2 separate regions of the Triticum aestivum genome follow, and region 1 is linked to region 2. A link is a contact called in public Hi-C data. All regions are on one chromosome and are shown on one strand. The core of a region is the stretch at or near the end of the contact, and the rest is flanking DNA. Distances in the headings are between cores, read along the strand shown. Region 1 holds the start of LOC123079883 (polypyrimidine tract-binding protein homolog 3). Region 2 holds the start of LOC123079880 (sterol 3-beta-glucosyltransferase UGT80B1).

Region 1 (7,354 bases), core at 777-3,276, 850 kb after region 2:
AGTCCTAAACAACTGCCGCACTAGTTCTATACAAGGCTAAAGATCAAACAAGGGCAGTGACTAGGAGAACTACCGAAGCTTGTGGCAATGGCGAAGAACACGGACGAACCCTATGGTAGATCTATCCTACAGGACAAGCAAGACTTACCGGAGCTGGAGAGCCGCGGAGGTTGTCACGTTTCTCTGGTCCGTTCAGGGTGATGCAGCGGCCTGAGCTGGTGACGACGAGGAGACCCGCGGCGGCGACGGCGGCGGAGCTCGAGCAGCACGGGACAGTGAGAGGAGGAAGATGACAGAGAAGGGAGCGTGAGAAGAGCCCGTCGGGCCGGCCTATTTATAAGGCAAGGTCATAAGTGGGCGCGAGATTCAAGGAGACCACGGCGTGGTTATCTCCCCACGGAACGCCTCGATTTTCGGGATGACAGTAAAGAGAAAGATCCGTTGCGGATCTGGCGGAGTAAAAAACGGACTTAATGGAGGATGACGTCACGGCGGATTATCCGGAGTCCAGAGGATGACGTCACGCCGGGTTATGGCCTTCACATGAATGGTAAGCCGGAGATTTTTTCTGTCAGAAGAGTTGAAGATTGACATGAGCCGGCTCAAATCAATCTGGGGCCTAATGTTGAGGATATAGACCTTAGAGTCACCCGCCAGGAGGGGCCGGGTTACTCGTATGGTCATTACCAGAAGCCCGGAGCCAAGCTTGAAGACGATGGGCCAGAGATGGGCTAAGACCCGGATATGGCTTAAGGCCCGTAATTACAATCATTGTTATGATAGAACTTGTAGTGTAAGGCAAGAATAGTTGAGAGTCCGAGCCGGACACTCTTATGAGCCGCCCGGGACTCTGAGAGTTGCAGGGCGTCAGCCTCCTTATATAAAGGGACGACCCAGCAGCGGTTGAGGGGCGACAACAATCTCATCGAGAGCCGGACATAGCTGTTTAGCTCCCTGGTGATCGTAACCCTAATCAATACCACCTCAAACTGGACGTAGGCTTTTACCTTCACCGTAAGGGGCCGAACCAGTATAAACCCTCGTGTTCCTTGTCCCGCATTAACCCTTCAAGCTTCCTAGTTGCGATGGCTCCACGACTAAGTCCTAGCTCGAGGACATCTGTCGTGACAATTCCACGACAGGTCCGTCGAGGCCATGGTAGGGCTTCCGATGGCGGTAGACTCATAGGTGAAGGACCCGTTTCACTTTTTGGTGCGCTGTCATGCGGGTGCAGGGGACAAAGTGTTGTTTTCGAAAGATCGTTGGCTTCAAGCGTCGCGTCACAAAAATCTCCCCAACGATGACAACTGTTATTTCGTATTATTGGGCGGTCAGGGATGGACTGTTGTTGTCGTTGGGCTACTGACATGGAGGGGAGCTGCTCTTTGAGGGCTTGGTTCAGTTTATACGCCTATGACAGATTATCTTGGAGGTACAATTGAACCCTCGGGTAGTGACTTTGCTATTTGGAAAGGGTTGAAATATATACCACCAGTCGAGCTCCCCGCAGTCCCATGATGGGTTGGATCACACCCCACGTATTGCGCATCCGCCATGGTTGGAGCCATACCCGAGCTTGGGCCCGCTCCCAAGATCCCTGACTCGGCTGCATGCACCCTACCGGCATGTACCACAGTCAATCTCTCTGCGTACCACCACCCCGCCCATGGTGCACCTGCGACGACGCTTTAAACGACGAGGTCGAGACCTGCAACCGATCCCGAACCCTAGCAAAATGGCAAGGGAAGTTGACAATATCCCCGTTGTCAACTGACTCCCCGACCCGAAGGGAACGTGCCGTCACGCCCCTGGTGTCCTGGAGCACGAGGCGGAGAGCGTCCCGGCGAAGTCAGAGCTCCCCGTCGACGAGAGTCACGGTGCGCGGGCACAATATTTTTTGCTACCAAAATGCTCACCAAAATTTTCCCAATGGAACCAAGCAAGTCCGCAAAGGCACAGGTGACAGGACCCTTGCTTCCACGAGTGCGTGCGTACAGCCGTCAAAGCTTGTCGGTCTCTCGGGCTCGCTCGCCCCCTGCCCCCGTCAAACAGAAACAGGCGTGCGCTCGCCCACCTAATCCCAAATCCAAACAAATCCGGCTCCTCTCAAATCCCCCGGTTCTCCATCCGTCCATCCCTCCCCCCTCCTCTCCTCTCCCCCGTCTTGTTTTACCGAGCGATCCCCCCAGCGAGCTAAACCCTAGATCCTCCGCCCAACCGCTAAAACCCTAGCAGGCGAAGGTACGGCTCCTCCCCGCCCCCTCTCGCGCTCGCCTCCTCGGCTGTACGGATCGAGCCAACTTGTTTCTCGAACCCTAGTGGACTAATCTGTTCTTCGTTGGATTGCTCTTGTTTTGCTGCCTGCGATTGCAGTTCGTGTGTCCGGGGCAAGGATGGCCGAGCCCTCCAGGGTGATCCACATCCGGAACGTCGGGCATGAGATCTCCGAGGTGAGTGAATCCTGGCCCCCTTTCCCGAGCTGCTCGGCGGAATTCCTCGCCCGGATTGCTCTGTTGTCCGGTTCAAAGTTTGATCTTTTCGGTCTTCTCGTTGCGTGCAGACTGACCTGCTCCAGGTGGTGCAGCCGTTTGGCGCGGTCGCCAAGCTCGTCATGCTGCGGACCAAGAACCAGGTGCCCTCTCGGCCTCAGCCGTAGTTTCATTAGGTGGATGGATGCGCGCTTCTTGCAGTTTTGTGTGATTGTAATGTGGCGTTTGTGCCGCTGCTACTGCAGGCCCTTGTCCAGATGGAGGACCTGTCTGCTTCAATTAGCGCCATCCAATACTACACTACGATTCAACCTAGCGTGAGGTAATCTTCTTCTTGGACCTTATGTGGGCGCATCCTAAAGAATTTTCCTCTTGGTGCTTCAGTGTCAGCCGTTTTCTGTCTGTAGAGTTACTTTTTGAGTTATGTTTCTGTGTGTTGCTATTATTATCCACAATAGCAGAGAGTTATGTCATTGTCATACTTAATGTTGTTATGCTTCCATTAATTTTTTACTTAACGTTGCTATGCTTCCATTATAATTTACAAAATCAGATAGTGATGTCAGTTTTCATGCCATATCAGGGGAAGAAACGTATACTTGCAGTACTCATCTCACCAGGAACTGACTACTGATCAGAGCTCTCATGGACGGAATCCTGATCAGGTACATAATTATCCAGTTGCACTTTGGGTTCTATACTCTATTAGCATGATTGCTTTTCTATAGGTAATCAGCTGTTTTGTGCATTTCTGTAATCTATGATCTCTGCATGTAAACATATTGGCCTGTTTTCATTCCTTCTACTTAGAGTGTGGGTTGCTCTTCTCTAATATAACATTATGGGTTCTTGCTTCACAGTATATACCAACCTAAATGACCAAGAGTTTAAAAATGAACAGCTGGCTTTTCAAAAATATTATATGCACGTTGTAATGAGGTACTGATGCAAGAAAAAAAATCATCATTTCTTAGAAGAGATCATCACACATTAGAAAGTTAGTTGGCCCTCGTTCAGAACTTTGAAGCCTATAAGCTCTTACCCAACTGCATATGATGGTTTAGTTGCATCCATTTATCAGTTTTTGAATCTTTTGGGCCTTGAATTGTTCGTCGTGATATACATTCTTGGACATAATGTGTATGTTTTCCCATGAAATAGGTGCTTGCTCAAATCTATTTTTATTGTTCGGGCCTTTCAAAGTGTGCTGCTAAAAAATATTCTTTTGTCGTGCCAGCAACCATGTAATATTACTGTTACTGATTAATTAAGAAATTAAAAGAAAAGTAAAATAAGTCATTCCATATAAAATGTAATAACTTTTCATACTGTTGTTATTTTCACCTACTTTTTCATCATTTGCTGTAGCTTACTGATTTAGTTTACATGCTCTCTCTACTCTCTTCTATTCCAACTAGATACCTATTCTTCTCTATTCATTCTTCTCTCTCTCTCCTCTATTCTTTCTCGGTACTCGTCTGCTGCTGGGCCTCAGGATGAACCCAACCGAATTCTCTTAGTTACCGTTCATCATATGCTCTATCCTATGACCGTCGAGGTGCTTCATCAAGTGTTTTCTCCTTATGGATTTGTGGAGAAGATTGTCACATTTCAAAAGACTGCTGGTCAGATTCTTCCCGTCTCTAATTCTCACTCTTCTTGTATTTCATGCATGCTTATTTTCTTCTTAGTATCATGCAATTGACGATGTGTTTTTCATGTTGCTTTCAACTGCATATATTTTTTTAAAATCTAGCCATTTCCTAGCACAGTAGAACATATCCTTTTCCACTAGAATTATCAATAAGTTACCACATGTTGAATAGAAGGACTCGTGTTTGCTATTACAATACTCATTTTTGGTGATGTAGGTTTTCAAGCCCTTATACAGTTTCAGTCACGCCAGAGTGCAATACAAGCAGCTGGTGCTTTGCATGTAAGTCTCCTGTTGCATATACAACTTTCAGAACTTAATGTCCAGATGCTTTTGCTATGAATCTCTTGACATCCACCAAAATAAATAATTTCAGGGACGGAACATTTATGATGGTTGCTGCCAGTTAGATATTCAGTACTCAAAGTATGTCTTCAAGCAGTTCCCCTGTTTTTCTTTTGTAACATTTAACTCCTGAGCCTGATCTTATTTTCTTGAATTCCCAGTCTCAGCGAGTTGCAAGTTCACTACAACAATGATAGATCTAGGTAAGATGACTTATTTTTTATAAGTTTGGTTTGGTTTATTTTTTATTAGTTTGGTTGAGCAGCTAGTAGAAGTTGCTTCCATCCATAATAGATTTCACTACATTATGGTTTCTCAAGTGAATGTTGTATGTGATTATACATCTATTTTATTCCTTGTTATATATAGATTCTGAAAGCCGCTTATTTCTGTTTTTCTTCCTCAGAGATTTCACAAATCCATCTTTGCCCACAGAGCAACGTCCAAGATCCTCTCAGGTAGTTATTTACTCCTTTGTGTTATCTTCTATTATTGTTTCTACTATCTAATGTTTGTTGCATTTTTGTTTGGATCATTTGAGTGGGTAAGCTAAGTATTAAGCCTCTGTTTTGTCTATTACTTTGAACAGCTTGGTTATAATGATCCTAGCCTTTTTGGTTTCCAACAGCCTGGAGGTAAGACATTGCAATTTTCCTTCACATTTTTCATCATTCACTCTTGTCATCTTATTAAAAGTATATTAACTTCTTTCCTTCAATCTTCTTTCCGGGCTACAGCTGCATATGGACAGGTTTGTATTCTTTCAAGTCGTCCCAATTCTATAATGTCTGTTAGTTTTTACTGCTTCATTCTGTGCTTCGCTAAACGATATCATTATCTCACATAAAGCATTTGCTTTTGCTGCTGCAATGTTTCTATATCTGATGGGGCAGGCTGCAGTGATTGCTGCTGCATTTGGTGGAACATTGCCTCCTGGAGTGACTGGTACCAATGATCGCTGCACACTTATAGTTAGCAACTTGAACAGTGATGTAAGTAAGACATAACTTGCCATGCACTCTCCACGTTGTTCAACTCATAATTATCTTGTTTATCTTACCTTTATCTGCAGAAAATCGATGCGGATAAGCTCTTCAATCTATTTTCTATTTATGGAAATATAGTGAGAATCAAGGTACTCCGCAACAAACCAGACCATGCCCTTGTCCAGATGGCTGATTGGCTTCAGGCCGAGCTTGCTATACACTATTTAAAGGTGCTTTGTGGTCACTTGACTCCTACCTTAGTTCATTCATTCGTCCTACCTCATTACGTGTTTGTGGTATATATCACCCTTGATACCATTGGAATTTATTTCCTACTACAGGGAGCAATGTTACTTGGACAGAAACTGGAAGTGAACTTCTCTAAGTACCCGAGTATTACCCCCGCTCCTGATGCACATGACTACTCAACCTCCAATCTTAACCGGTTCAACAGTAATGTGGCGAAGAACTACCGCCATTGCTGTGCTCCGACCAAGATCATCCACATCTCAGCGCTTTCACCAGAGATATCTGAGGATGCGATCCTTGAACACCTAGGTGAGCATGGCACCATCGTCAAGTCCAAGCTGTTTGAGGCGAGTGGCAAGACGCAGGCTCTCGTGCAGTTTGAGAGCGAGGAAGAGGCGACCGAAGCGCTGGTCTGTAAGCATGCGAGCAAGCTCGAGGGATCCACAATTAGGATTTCTTTCTCCCAGATGCAGAATATATAGCTATTCTTCCTGGAAAAAGTGTGATGACTCCTCTTTCTTTCTAAACTTTTCAAGTTTGTTATGTGGACCTGTCTTTGTTTGCGCCATGACCAACGATTGTTGCCTGTATCTTGTGTGATGGTTGTAAACTGCTGCCAGCTCATCTGTATCATTTTAGCCTGCTATGGTTTGCTTCCGAGTTACCTGTTCATTTGCAATCGTGGATTCTTTTGCAATTTTATGAGTTGTTGCTTCTCTTCCTAGTAATGACTTCTTTTTAATAATAATATGTACTAGTGATCTAAACGCTTTTATATTAGTTTATGGAGGGAGTACTAATGTATTACTGAGACCATAAATATTTAAACCATATTCCCTTCAGACCATAAATTAGACCAGCCAAATGTGAATTATATGTGAAAATATGTTTTCATTATTATTGATTTAATTTATGATCAAAGTTTGATTTTGAAAAGCGTTGTGCACCTTATGTAGGTAGTATAACCTTGAAATCCAGGGAGTATAACTTTGAAAAATCCATCCGAGGACGATAAGGGGTAGTCATTCCCAGCGAGGATGACAGGTTGCCTGTGCCTGTGGCTGCAATTTGCCCCTATTCTGTTCCATGTCGTTTCCATTTACGATGACTGCTTGCCGAACTTGGTCGAAGGAAGAAGATGAAGACGAGACAACGATTTCAATCGACCTAAATGGACCTGTCACTGATGAGATTTTTATAATAACAGTAATATTTTGAAAAAAAATAAACACGCAGTACTCTGGGAACAAAATATTGCTGAACCTAAAAGGTTCTCTCGTTGCAAAATGCAATGTTGTAGATTCATTTTACTATATCTCACTGATTCAATTTTGTTTAATAAAACTTGGTATCACTGATTAAGAACTCCACACTCCAAAATACTAGCAGGTTAAATAATTGTATCACCGGTAAAGAACAACAAACCAAAACTGGATCAGCAGAACGTGCCAAAAGGATGAAGCAGCGTTGATGCTCTTTTACTGCTCCCTCCGATCCATAATAAGTGTCGTGGTTTTAGTTCACCACGACACTTATTATGGACGAGGGAGTGTGTCACAGCAGACCATGAAACAAAGAGACAGTGTCCTGGCTTTAGTTCACCACGACACTTATTATGGACAGGAGGGAGT
Region 2 (6,601 bases), core at 1,513-4,012:
GCTTGAAAGACCTGAGCTTCACCTTCTTCTTTTTCTTTTTCTTCCCTTTTTCCATAACAACCTCATGTTCTGATTCATTTCCCTCATTCTCTGAAGCTGGCAGTTCTAGCTCATCAGTGTCATAGTCACTATCCCTCTCGTACTGTACTGCTTTATTTTTCTTTGCTCTGAGATCCTTATTGAAGTCATCAACCCACTCCTCAAACAGATTATCATCGCCATTCTTAAAGTCATTGTCTGAGTCAGCCCAATCTTCATAACTACAATCACTATCACTATCATCACTATCACTGTCATTGTTTTTCTGCACTTGTTCTTTAGTTCTCCCTTTTTGTGCCTTGCTCTTGATCCTAGGACTACTCCTAATATAACTCTTTGTACCTTTTCTTGTGGCTTCACAGGACTCATGATATCAGGCATTGTAGGTGAGCCAATTATGCATATGTCATCCATATTCAGCTCGCTATAAATATCACCATGATCCATGTACAACTTGAAATGCTTGAACTTTGGCACAACAACAGTCATACTAAGACAGTCTGCATCTCTATCAATAATTCTCAGTCCATTATCCAAATTCATTCCAGGAAGTAACCAGAAACACTGCACTTTACTTGGATCATAGCCAAGCTGCTGCACAAAATCTTTAATCCACAGGGGCAACCAGGTTTCAACCTCACAATGATCAAAGAAATCTGTTTTGCAATCCATGTATTTCTTGTTTGCTCCAAAGCCGAGAAAAACCCAACCATGATTAATCTCTACTGAGAACAACTCCTCCTTGGGTCCTATTACATGAAAAAAAACAGAGTACATATATACATCAGCAGTACAATTTCTTTTGCATCACCACTAGTACATATATACATCAGCAGTACAATTTCAAATGGTACTATAGGTGTACATGACGAGCTTATAATGCAAAAAAAGATACCACTGTACATAACAAGGCTTCAGTTACAGCAGAGATTATATACTGCAGGAAAAATATTGCCCAAATCACCATACGCACAAGAAGATGCCCAAATCTCCATACGTACAGGAAGATGCCCAACTCTTTTGAAATAGATTTCAGTACAGACAGAAGATTTCAGTACGGGAAGAGAAGCCATATGTACATTCAGACTGAATCGACACAATATCTAAGCTGTAATGCCCAAATCGTGCCAAATCTTTGCTACTCTATTGAAATCTCTAAGCCAAAAGGGGGTGCAGCAGGGGCTGGGGTTAGGGTTCTTACCATACTCCGGAGGAGGGGTGTTGGGAAGCCGCCGTGATGGAGCCATCGGACCAGCGCCGTGGTCGGATTAGCAGCCCCGACTCCCGTCCTGCGCCTCCAATCGCTGGACATCAATCACGAACGCCGCCGGTCGCCACCATATCGCCGCCTCAGAGAGATTCGTTCGTAGAAAAGAGATGGAGGGTCTGAGAATGAGACGAGCTGAGATTTCAAGGGCTTTCCTGCAAATAAACGCTTCATTGTTTAGCCTGGTGGGCCCCTCTGGTCGATGTGGCACCGGTCCAGGTGACACGTCGGACGGTCAACGCTGCTGGGGCGACCATAGGACCTGCAGTGAACGACTCAAAATAGTTTTGGGACCCAAATCTGCACTTTGATAGTTATAGGACTAAAGTGATACACCTTGGATAGTTATAGGACCTATGATGCATTTTACTTAAGTAACATAATAGCAGTGTTATAGATTGCTTCATTTATTAGCTCATAGACTCATTTTGCCTCGGAAAGCGCTATGTTACAGTAACATATTAGAGCCAAGACGCTTTGTGAGGTTGTAAAGTGGGCCAACTAGTAATGAAGTAGTACACATATAGAACTTACTATTGTACATGCCGGCTATAAAGGTTGGCTACAGATGACATGGCAACTCCTTATAGCCGATTTTTTGAACACAGTACAGACGCAAGCGCTCATATTCACGCGCATACAAAGAATGATCTTGCAACCCATGACGAGCACGGCGGTCAGAAGTCCAGATCCTGTACTGTACCGCTAAGGCTGGTCATAGTGGGGAGTAACTTGTATTAGTGTCATGCATATGACACTAGTCTAAGTTACTACCTCCATAGTGCAAAGTAACATAGTAGTAGTGTCATAGATTGCTTCATTTATTAGCTCATAGACTCATTTTGCCTCGGAAAGCGCTATGTTACAGTAACATATTAGAGCCAAGACGCTTTGTGAGGTTGTAAGGTGGGCCAACTACTAATGAAGTAGTACACATATAGAATTTACTATTGTACATGCCAGCTACAAGGTTGGCTACAGATGATATGGCAACTCCTTATAGCCGATTTTTTTTGAACACAATACAGACGCAAGCGCTCATATACATGCGCATACACTCATCCTATGAACGCACACACGCACACCCTATCCCTATGAGCACCTCCGAAAGACTGAGCCGACATATCATCTTCAAATTTACGAAGTCACCGTAGGCACCTCATCGTCGACGGAAACGTCTTCTCTCACTGAATGCACATCGCCGAAAATCCTGAAATAAATCCGGAAATAAATGCGTGCACCAGGATTTGAACCCTGATGGGCTGGGATACTGCAGTCCCTCTAATCATCCAATCACAGGTTGATTTGCTTGCGAAGATTTTCAGCCCAAGTTGGATATTTATGTCCGAACGAGGCCCAAGTTGCTCTGTTTTTTGTTTTTTGAGGTGAACCTCTTTTTTGCCCGTACGGTCTGCTTGGTCCCGCGAGCACGTTGCCAGCTTCCAGTCGGCCAGGAGTCCATTGACTCCCCCACGCCAGCGAAAACGGCATCTGGACGGGCTCCACCCGTCCGTCGTCGCTCCCGCACCAAACGCCAGCGAGTCCACCTCCACCTCACCCTTCTCGGCAGCGAGCCGGCAGCCTCGTAGCTGCACGTCCCTCTCCGCTCCTCACCTCGCGCCGCGCCCACACTCCCGAGGGCCTCGAAGCTCCCGCCTCCACGCGGCGCGGCGCGGCCAATGCGAACGCGGCGTCGCGGGCGCCTGTAGCAGTAGCACAGCATCTTCCCCGGCCCGGTCAACCCCGTCCTCGCCTTCCACGCGGGGGGCATGGGGTGCAACGGCGAAGCATCGGTGGCCGGAGAGGGGAGCGGGAGCGGCGACCTTCGGAGGAGGAGAGGGGGCCGGGACGGGGCGGGCGCCTCGTCCTCCTCCTCCTTCGCCGAGGGGACGAGGGAGTTCGTGCTGAGCTCCATGGACGAGCGGTTCTCCGGATCGGTCGACGCCGATGGGTTCCCCTCCTCGCGTCGGGAAGGTCCGCTTCGAGATTTTGTTTTTTGCTCTGTGCCCAGTTGGGCGTGTGATTTGGTTAGGAGTCAGCATACATCAGGGGTTTACAGTCAGAAAGTCAAACCTTGCCTTGTGGAGTTGTGGTCACCAAGTTCAGTATCACTGACAACGTAAATGTCTGGCGTATTGGGTGGTTTACTTTATGAAAAAAGGGGGGCTGCCTTTATGCTTTAGCCAAGGTAACCTCCAAATATTGAAGGCAGTTCGAGCCAAGGTGTAAATTGTAGTGTTCAGTGTAGCAGGTTGCTGCTTTCGGTTTTCCAATTTCGCTCCTGCTGTAGAGAACCAGCGGACTGGTTATCATTTTGTTTTTATTTTGATTTCTGAGGTTTACTAGTTATGTTCTTCTATTTATAATTAGTATGTGCATCAATCTATTGTACTTTCAGTTCACCTTACGGAACAATGATGTTTTCAATGGAACTGTAGGGAACACCATGTAGAAATCATTTGTATCAGGTATTCATCAATATTAGTGTTGCAAAATTTGGTTCCCAATTGTATCAGGTGGGTCGACTGATGACGCCACTTTGCACTCTATTCAGAATTAAGTCATTTTCTCTTGTTAAAAAATATCTGGAAAATCGACTAATAGAACAACAGAAATGTCAACGCGCACAGTAGAACTGACTTATTCTGTACATGTGTATTTTTTGCTCTGAAACATCATTGTTCACAGCGCTGTTCTGGTTTTCTACAGGATTCGGGCATAGTAAATCCACAACTGCAACTTCTAGTCGTTTTAGAGGGCAAGATCACGCTTTTGTAAGATCATACTCCGATAGGTTGCTTAAGTGTGACCTCACGTTGGATATGCTATCAGAAAATGAGAAGGTAAGCCTGCTAGCACTTACTTTGATTGATACCTTTCCTTTGCACATTTAGTATTAGTATACCATGTGTCATTTTTCCTCAAAAACTGTTAGCACACTGTGAAATTGGTAGTCAGTCTGTACTTTTACCAGTGATGTAGTAATTTTGTTGACCTTCGAATATTAAGAGCTGGTGCTAGTGCATTCTAGTCTCCTCCAATGGAGTGATATATAGCCGCAGTTATGACTCTGTCTGCTCGGTTATGCTGGTCCTGAAAATAGATTGATGTTTGCTCTGCTGTTTACCACAATCTTGGCGGGCTAGAGCTTGGTTTTAGTTGAGAAGAATTTGTGAACATCCAGGTTCGTCATACTATTTGTTATTTCTTTGTTGTTTGGTCTTTCAGATGAAGATAATTGAGAAATTGGTAAAGATCCAGAAAGATGGCACACTGGAGGTAGATGTGACCCGTAGTGCCCTTGTCGCCTCAGAACTCTCAGAGATTGATGCTTTTGGTTCTGTGCCACGTGATGTTGAAGAAGTTAAATCTGGATTTAGCAAGTCTGTCCCAAAGTTGAAGATTGCTATACTTGTCGTTGGAACACGAGGGGATGTTCAGCCGTTTATAGCATTAGCTAAAAGACTTCAGGCAAGTGAACCTGCAACTGCCTATTAGATATCCCAAATAACAAATGGGCATTCTTGAAAATATATATGATATTTCTGTACTTTATTGGGCATTGCTGTTTAAGTTTTCATTCAAGTATATAACAATAATCATGATGTCCTACAGCATCTTCGGTCTTCGCTAATACGAAGAAATATATCTTACAATGTTGTTCCAGTTTCACGTGTAACTGTCAGAAACTAACATACTGATTTTAGTCTACCTAATATGTACATATGTCATTATATGCTCTTCCTCTTAACAGAAATAATGATATTTTTTCTGCAGGAATTTGGTCACCATGTTAGATTGGCATCTCATGTCAACTTCCGTACTTTTGTGAAGTCAGCTGGTGTGGACTTCTACCCATTGGGTGGTGATCCACGAATTATGGCCCAGTGTATGTTTTGCCGTCTATTGCCCTTATATATGCATTTGGCTATCTTTTCTTGACTAGATTGTTCTACTTTTGAGAATGTTTTGCATGTGATAGTCAACTTTTATTATTAATATAATGATAAGACATCACAACTTTTACATTGTTCTCTAAGAAACAGATGACATCTATTCCCTCCGTCCCAGAATGTAAGACGTTTTTTGGTGTAGATTTAGACGTCTTACATGTTGGGACGGACGGAGTAATTCTTAAGCAAATTAAATGTGTAAATGTGCACATAGTCATACTCGATTAGTAAGATATGCACTTTCAACTGCAGACATGACAAAAAACAAAGGGTTTTTAATGGCCGCGCCCACAGAGATTTCTGTTCAAAGAAAGCAGGTCAAGGAAATCATTTTCTCTCTTCTACCTGCATGCACAGAACCTGATTTGGATACTGGAATACCTTTCAGAGCTCAGGCAATAATAGCAAATCCTCCTGCTTTAGGTTTGTCTATCAATCACTATACTTCTCCTTAGCCTCATGTTATAAGTTTTTTGCAACCTTTGTTGATTTAATTAACATGTTTCTGACTTCTTGTACCAAACTACATGAATATCCTCTGTAATTGTGTGGCTAGTTGCCACAGTAAATACCTTTAACCTGAGAATGGTTTGAAAACCGCACCATACCTCAACCATACCCGCACGAATAAACTTGGGAATCCAACCTCAACTAAACCCATTTGACAATTCTGTCAGTCCAACCAAGACCAAATCAATTCTGTTGAGAGGAGAACTACTTGTATTATTAGGAGGTCAAAGCCAACATATATACACATATATGAGGATGCCAATAGACTAGAATGCAAAAGGCCAAAAGACAATATTAATATAACTCTAACACCCCCCTCAAACTCATGGTGGATCCACAACACTGAGTTTGGAGAGGTGAAATCCATGTTGCGCTCTAGTCTGAGCCTTCGTGAAGAAGTCCGCGAGCTGTAACTCAGAAGGCACATACTGAAGAGCAACAACATGATCCTGCACAGCGGCGCGCACATAAGAAGCATCAACACCAATGTGTTTGGTAAGCTCATGCTTCACAGGGTCCCGCGCAATACTGATAGCACCTGTGCTGTCCGACAGGAGGGTGGTAGGTGTAGTAACAGAAACACCAAAATCCTCCAGTAACCATCGTAACCAAGTCACCTCTGCTGTCAGAAGAGCCATAGCTCGCAACTCGGCCTCTGCACTCGAATGAGAAACTGCAGTCTGTTTCTTTGTCTTCCAGGAAATGAGGGAACCACCAAGAAAGACACAGTAGGCAGAAAGTGAACGGCGATCCGTAGGATCACTAGCCCACGTAGCATCCGAATAGGCCTGGAGCTGTAACGAGCTGGAACGGGGGAAAAAGAGACGATGAG

What was found. Hi-C and Micro-C count contacts between places; a contact is called where the count stands out from the background.
Region 1: a contact with region 2 is called in a Hi-C map of leaf, with 4 times the contacts expected there. The contact joins the promoter of LOC123079883 here to the promoter of LOC123079880 in region 2. A contact is called at or near these places in 2 of 5 Hi-C or Micro-C datasets (both in leaf).

What each region holds. Positions count from the first base shown.
Region 1 is chr3D:486,764,788-486,772,141 of IWGSC CS RefSeq v2.1, forward strand. It overlaps LOC123079883 (polypyrimidine tract-binding protein homolog 3), which reads left to right and starts at 2,027. Exons shown (of 15, transcript XM_044502712.1): 1 at 2,027-2,241; 2 at 2,374-2,450; 3 at 2,561-2,632; 4 at 2,735-2,811; 5 at 3,073-3,154; 6 at 3,985-4,114; 7 at 4,361-4,425; 8 at 4,520-4,569; 9 at 4,650-4,691; 10 at 4,895-4,946; 11 at 5,078-5,123; 12 at 5,226-5,239; 13 at 5,382-5,480; 14 at 5,561-5,704; 1 more. The coding sequence starts at 2,394. The coding sequence ends at 6,205.
Region 2 is chr3D:485,918,176-485,924,776 of IWGSC CS RefSeq v2.1, forward strand. LOC123079880 (sterol 3-beta-glucosyltransferase UGT80B1) reads left to right here and starts at 2,763. Exons shown (of 14, transcript XM_044502707.1): 1 at 2,763-3,280; 2 at 4,016-4,149; 3 at 4,535-4,777; 4 at 5,084-5,195; 5 at 5,512-5,682. The coding sequence starts at 3,076.